Linked DNA regions of Mus musculus: region 1 is linked to region 2. Evidence: chromatin contacts called from public promoter capture Hi-C data. All regions are on one chromosome and are shown on one strand. The core of a region is the stretch at or near the end of the contact, and the rest is flanking DNA. Distances in the headings are between cores, read along the strand shown.

Region 1 (2,980 bases), core at 121-2,620, 110 kb before region 2:
GCTGAGGGAAGGCTGCCCAGTCTGGCTGGTGGAACCCAGCTGGCTTGAAATGATAGTGATTCCACTCTTCTCCCTCCACTAGCTAAACTGACCAGAAAACCTGCCAGTCCTTACCATCACCCCTGCCCCCACGCTGTGTGATCTATTCCCGAACAGCCCTTGGAATGAGCCAATGAATATTTTATCTAATGCCTGCTGTGTGACATACATGGAACCAGCTAAGTTTACATGCACATTTCGCGGTGTCCTTAAAATATCCTCTAAGGAGAAGTACCGTCCCTCCCCCACTGTGCAGATGATGAAACTGAGTCCCTGAGAGGTGGAGTGACTTGACCCCGATCTCGACAACTGTAAGTGGCCACACCAGGTCTACCTTGCTTCAGGTTTGGGGCCGTGTCTAATCTGTGTGCTGGAGGAATCGGGAATTTCCACCTGTTCTAGCTCACGCCTCTTTCCATGCCTGCCGATGAGACCCTGCGTGAGCTTTTGAAAATCCTTTCCATCTGTTGTCCCATTTTATCCTTATAGCATTCCTGGGAGGTGAGAGGAAGGGGGAGGTAAAAGCAGATTCTGTATTGAGTGCTTACTGGCTACCTGGCATCAAATGGCAGGAACCAGTTTAGTTCTTGCAAACAACCCTGTGAGATGGGAGGCTAACTAGCACCATCTCCATTTTATAGGTGAGAATGTCGAGGGTGACAAGATTAAATGGCTTCTCTGGGGACATATAGCTAATGGATAATAATGGATAATGGAGTAGAATTTAAGCTCCTATTTTTCTGCCTGACAATCAGTAGTAAATGCTAACACTCACACAGTATTTTTGTTTTTGTTGTTTGTTTTTGGGGTTTTTTGTTTTGTTTTTGTTTTCTTATTGTAGACAATTTCTCTATGTAGCCATGGCTAGCCTGGAACTTGCCATGTAGACCAGGCTCACAGAGCTCTGGCTGCCTCTGCTTCCTGAGTGTTGTGATTACGGGCATGCTCTACCAGGCAGGCCTAGCTAAAAACTTATTTTATTGTTAATTCTGTGTATGTGTGTGGTTTGTGTATGGATATGTGTGCATGAGCACTGGAGCCTGAAGAGACTGGAGGAGGGCCTCAGCTCCCTGGAGCTAGAGTCACAGATAGCTCAGGCAGTTGTGATCTGCCAGAAGCAGGTGTTGGGAATGGAAGTCAGGTCTCCTACAAGGATAGTATACTCTCTTAACCATCTCTCTCGCTTCCTCTCTGTCTCTCATATATGAGTGTGTGTGTGTGTATGTGTGTGTATGTTACCTAATATAATTTTCCCCTATGCCTCATAAATTAGTCTTGGCATGTGCTATTTCGTTTTGTAAATGAAAAAAAAAAAACAAAACAAAAAACTGAGGTTCAAGTAGGTAAAGACGTCAAGTCAAGTCAGTAGCAGGCAGAGCCAGGATCCTTGTGTGACTCTTGATCCTTTATTTTATTTTATCCTTCACATGTATTCTTTCTCTCTTCCAGATCCCTTCTCCCAGGACATCTGGTCCTTCCTGTAGCCACTCTTGCTTGGACCATGTCTTCCTCTGATGAAGAAACGCTCAGTGAGCGATCCTGTCGGAGTGAGAGGTCATGTCGGAGTGAGAGGTCTTACCGGAGTGAGCGGTCAGGGAGCCTGTCTCCTTGTCCCCCTGGGGACACCTTGCCCTGGAACCTGCCACTGCATGAGCAGAAGAAGCGGAAAAGCCAGGATTCTGTGCTGGACCCTGCAGAACGTGCCGTGGTCCGAGTCGCTGGTAAGAATGATCCTCAGCGTTTGCTAGCTGGCTGCTGCAGGGTTGAGGGAGTCTGGGTCAGTGTGCACCTGCATGGTGAGGTGGTGAGAGGTCCTCAGAGTCAAGTCAGCTGGAATCTAACTTGTTGTTATGATGATTGTTATTGTTGCAAAGAGGATGAAAGAACGTTCAAGAGAAACCTAAAAAGAAAAAAAAAGAAAAGAAAAAAAAGGAAAAAGAAAGGAAAAAAAAAAAGAAAAAGGAAGCCTACTGCCCTGTTACCCCATGCTGAATGAGGCCTAGTTTCCTATCTGCACCTCTGCCCTGCGTTTCTCCCACTAGGCTGTAGTTTATGTACATAATAGTTACCTTGGTGGCCTGTGTCCCACTGTGGACCTGTTCTCTTCATTCATCCTTAAAAAGAGCTTCAGATTTACATCTCAGGCTTTATGGGTTATTTAAAATTGTTATTTTTGTATTTGTCCAGATAGGGTCTCACTATGTAGCCTTGGTTGTCCTGGAACTTGCTCTGTAGACCAGGCTAGTTTCAAAAATCAGAGATCGCCTTGCCTCTGCTTCCTGAGTGCTGGAATAAGAGGTATGTGCCACCACACATCCTCAGATTTTATCCCTAACTCCTAGTCTTTCCCCAGTGTTCTGCTGTAGTCGACAATGCTATAATGATTATGTTTAGGAATAAAAACTTTTGATTTCTGTTGTGTTATTTCCTTATAAGGAAGTCTTTGGAGAAGCCGACTTTAGTCAGATTGCCTTTCGATTGATTGTCGGTGTGAGGGCTAGGGGCTGCCTCCCCTTGACAGGTCAGAAGATGCCTGCCTGCCCTTTCCAAGCAGCTGTGCTTAGGAGTGTGGGTTTTGGTCTCAGAGGAGGCAAGGAGTCACAGGTGGTGATGAGCCATCAGTGTGGGTGCTTGCCACTGAATCTGGGTCCTCTGTAAGAGTAGCCGAGGCTTGGGGCTGGAGAGACTGCTCTTCCAGAGGTCCTGAGTTCAAATCCCGGCAGCCACGTGGTGGCTCACAGCCATCTGTAATGGGATCTGAAGCCCTCTTCTAGTGCATAGCCGAGGCTCTAACTGCTGAGCGTCACTCCAGCCCTCAGTGTTGTTTTTGACTTAATGAAAGAGCTGCCTTGCTGAGGGCATCCACAGCTGTCTCCCTGAGTATGCTCAGTACCACAGCAGATGTTGGTGTCACCATGCAGGTAGAAAGATAGGGAAGTGC
Region 2 (3,045 bases), core at 408-2,907:
CTGTAGTCCAGGCTAACAGCAAACTCCTGAGTCTCCTGCCTTAGTGTTATGTACCCTGAGATTGCAGGTGTGTACCATTACACTTGACTAATTTGCATTTTTAAATATTCATGAAACTTGGTGTAGTAGTGGAAGTGCGTCCATGACTGTAACCTTTCCTGAGTGGAGGGTGGCAAGTGTTGCAGAGGACAGTGGTGGACTACTCTCAGCTGTTGGGAGCAAGTGTGTCCACACTGCACTTCATAAAATAACTTTTTGAGAGAGGTAGTGGTGGCTCATTTAATTTAGATTTAGATTGTGTAAACTCCTTGCTAGCTTTTTTTTTTCCTTGCTAGCTTTTAAACGTATTTTATTAGGTTTGTGTGTGTCACACAGCTCACACTTTCTGATGTGCAGTTTACTGTATTTCGACAGATGAGAGAAAATTATAATACGTAGAACACTTCCAGAACCCCACAGCTTTCTTGAGCCAGCTCTTGTAGTGCGCCCCATCTCTTTTGCTTTTATCTATTGTTTTCCTATTGTATGTAGCCTTTTGTGTTTGATTTCTCTCACATGTAGACATACAATACTTGAATGTATTCCTAACTTTCTTTTTATTGCAGAGAAGTGGTTCTGTGTATGGACACACTACACTTTGATTAAAAGTTCACCACTTAATAAATTTGAGTTATTATCTTGTATAGTGTTGGTAATTTAACATTCATATACAGATCTCTGTGTGGGCCTTTCTTTTCATTTTGTGTGATTGTTCTCAGCAAGTTTGCTTGTATTTGAATGGTTAACTTCATAAGCATTTGACTAACTCTTTTCTGAAGTAGTTCTTGTAGTTTATCCCTCCCCAGTCCTTGCCAGAACTTGGAATAATTGCATTTTTTCATTTGAGCCAATCTGGCTTTCTTTCAGTAGTGGTAAGGATTCAGTAGCTGTTACAGTACCCACATCAGGTCTATAAGCAGGCCCTGGTTTTGTGGAAGATTTGGTTTTCTGCTCTCTTTTAGTTCTTGATGTCCATCCCATACCCCCTGACCCTGCTGATGGAAAGTTTTATTTAGTTTTTTGTTTTTTTTTTTCTCCGTAACCCCTAAAAAGTGCCAGGCTGTACTTGTGGAGCCGCTTGCTCCCCTGATACCCAGTGCTCCCTCCGCTCTGTGAGATGGGGTCTGTGGACTCTTCTCTAGTTTGGGCTGTGGAAGGTTGCGCTCTGGCTGTGCCAAGGCTCTTGTATACTTTGCCTCCTCCCTGCTAGAGTTTCTCCAGTGCTTCTGTGACTCTTTTCTTCTGGCTACATCCTGAAGTCTGGCATTCCAATCAGTCAGAGAATGGAAAGTTCAGAGTGTGACGTCCTCTGGTCCTCTGACACCCTCCCCTCTTGTAGAAAGGTCTGAGGTTTGTTTAAGCTGACCAGAGGATGCCAAAGATAGAGGTTTGAGTCAGCTCTACACTGACTTTGGCCTCCTTCTCACTCTTCTTCCTCCTTCCCTTCCCCCTCCCCCGCCAACCAGTTGCTTTCTGGGCTTTGTCTGAGACACACTGTAGTTTTAGTCCCAGTAGTTTGCTGCAAAAAGCGCAGAGTCGAGATGGAAGAAGCTGCCAGGAAGTTTCTGACCACATTAAGCCTGGGCATCTGCCTCTGCCGCTGAGCTGATAGTAAGGGGCAGCATAAGCTCAGGAGAAAGGCATCCCGAGGCAGCCCTGGGCTCCGCCTGTGTGCCCGTGTGAGGCTCACTAAAGGAGGAGAAAGAGCAGGCCTGGAAATGCCTCTTTTAGATTCATCTTATTTGCCGCCAACCCTCTTTATTTTGACTCACATTCTTGGAATTGCTGGTATTCTGTACTGGAAGAGCTGTGCCAGAGACAGAGCAGGTAACTAAGTGGTGCCTCCCTTCTTGAATCTTCTGTGGGGCTCTTAGGGTGGGGTAAAGCGGGGAGATCTTCCCACTTGATTGCTTGCTTTAAAGGGCCAGTGCACCCTTCAGCTGTTGTGCTGTCAGGGGATGGAGGGGAAAGACACAGGGAGAGGGGAGGGAGAGGGAGAGAGGGAGAAAAGGAGAGGGGGAGAGGGGGAGAGAGGGAGAGGGAGAGGGAGAGGGAGAGGGAGAGGGAGAGGGAGAGGGAGAGGGAGAGGGAGAGGGAGAGAGAGAGAGAGAGAGAGAGAGAGAGAGAGAGAGAGAGAGAGAGGGAGGGAGAGAGAGAGAGGGGGGGGGGGAGGGAGGGAGGGAGGGAGGGAGGGAGGGAGGGAGAGCGCGAGCCCCGAGCTCAAGCCAGTCAGTCAGACTCCTTCCTGTTCTTGTGACACTGGCTGAGGGCCTGGGTAGATGAGATGATGACTGGTTTCGCTGTTGAAGGGAAGTGCCCATTGCTCTAGTGTCCTGCCTCGGAGGATTAAGGCCTTCCTTCCTTTGCTTTCTCAATCACCGAATGGAGTTTTGGAATCCGTTGCCTTCTGAAGTGTGGGATGGGTGTAGGCAAAAGAGGAGGGTGGTTACAAGGGAAGGGCTGTGTGGCCTCCTTTCTGGGGTACATTCTGTGTTGCTCTTTGATGCAATTGTTACTGCTCCTTCCTGGGGCTATACCTAAGCCACAAGTGTTAGGAAGCTGGTGGTTGTTTTGTCCCCAGGAAATCAGACTCTGATCATTGTGGCACTGGAGCTTTGGAGATCCCTCTGTTCCTTATGCTGTCCTCCATGCTTTCTGACTGCCAACTGTCAGGACCAGCCCCAAGTACACCTGGCTCTAAGTGGCTGTGTGTGAGGACTATAGGTATACTTGTCCTGGAGGACACCCTTGGATTTCAGGCTTTTAATATTGTCACTGATAACCTTCTTCTACTTAGGTACTTGTTACTGGTCTCTTTAAGCTAAGACAGGGCTTGATGACCTATTACTTATATTTCTATGAAAAGTTCACCAATGCTTGACAGAATTAGAATTAGACCCTGTTGATTCCCCAGTGTCCTTTTCTGGTTAAGTCCCAGAAAAGCTGTTGGCTAAGTATTCAGGTTCACTGTGTGGCTCTATCAGCAGAAACAGAGGCAGACATTTA

What was found. Promoter capture Hi-C pulls out the DNA fragments that hold promoters and counts their contacts.
Region 1: a contact with region 2 is called in a promoter capture Hi-C map of embryonic stem cells, with 2.5 times the contacts expected there. The contact joins the promoter of Macf1 here to the enhancer-like site in region 2. A contact is called at or near these places in 2 of 39 promoter capture datasets (embryonic stem cells and hippocampal neurons), 9 of 484 Hi-C or Micro-C datasets (B cells, bone marrow-derived macrophages, brown adipocytes and 3 more), 8 of 115 datasets of contacts at active chromatin or transcription factors (bone marrow-derived macrophages, embryonic forebrain, embryonic hindbrain and 4 more) and 3 of 9 other capture datasets (adipose tissue, liver and pancreatic islet).

The regions. Positions count from the first base shown.
Region 1 is chr4:123,682,750-123,685,729 of GRCm38.p6, reverse strand. It overlaps Macf1 (microtubule-actin crosslinking factor 1), which reads left to right and starts at 1,370. Exons shown (of 98, transcript NM_001199136.1): 1 at 1,370-1,760. The coding sequence starts at 1,541.
Region 2 is chr4:123,571,438-123,574,482 of GRCm38.p6, reverse strand. The region is part of intron 1 of Macf1 (microtubule-actin crosslinking factor 1); the gene reads left to right. Among named protein-coding and RNA genes, the nearest start is that of Gm31156, 21 kb to the right of the region's middle. Within about 2 kb of position 1,657, at least 348 of the 459 cell types and tissues checked have an H3K27ac peak or open chromatin away from gene starts, as enhancers often do. A contact at or near this core is called in B cells, adipose tissue, bone marrow-derived macrophages and 9 more, where this site is marked.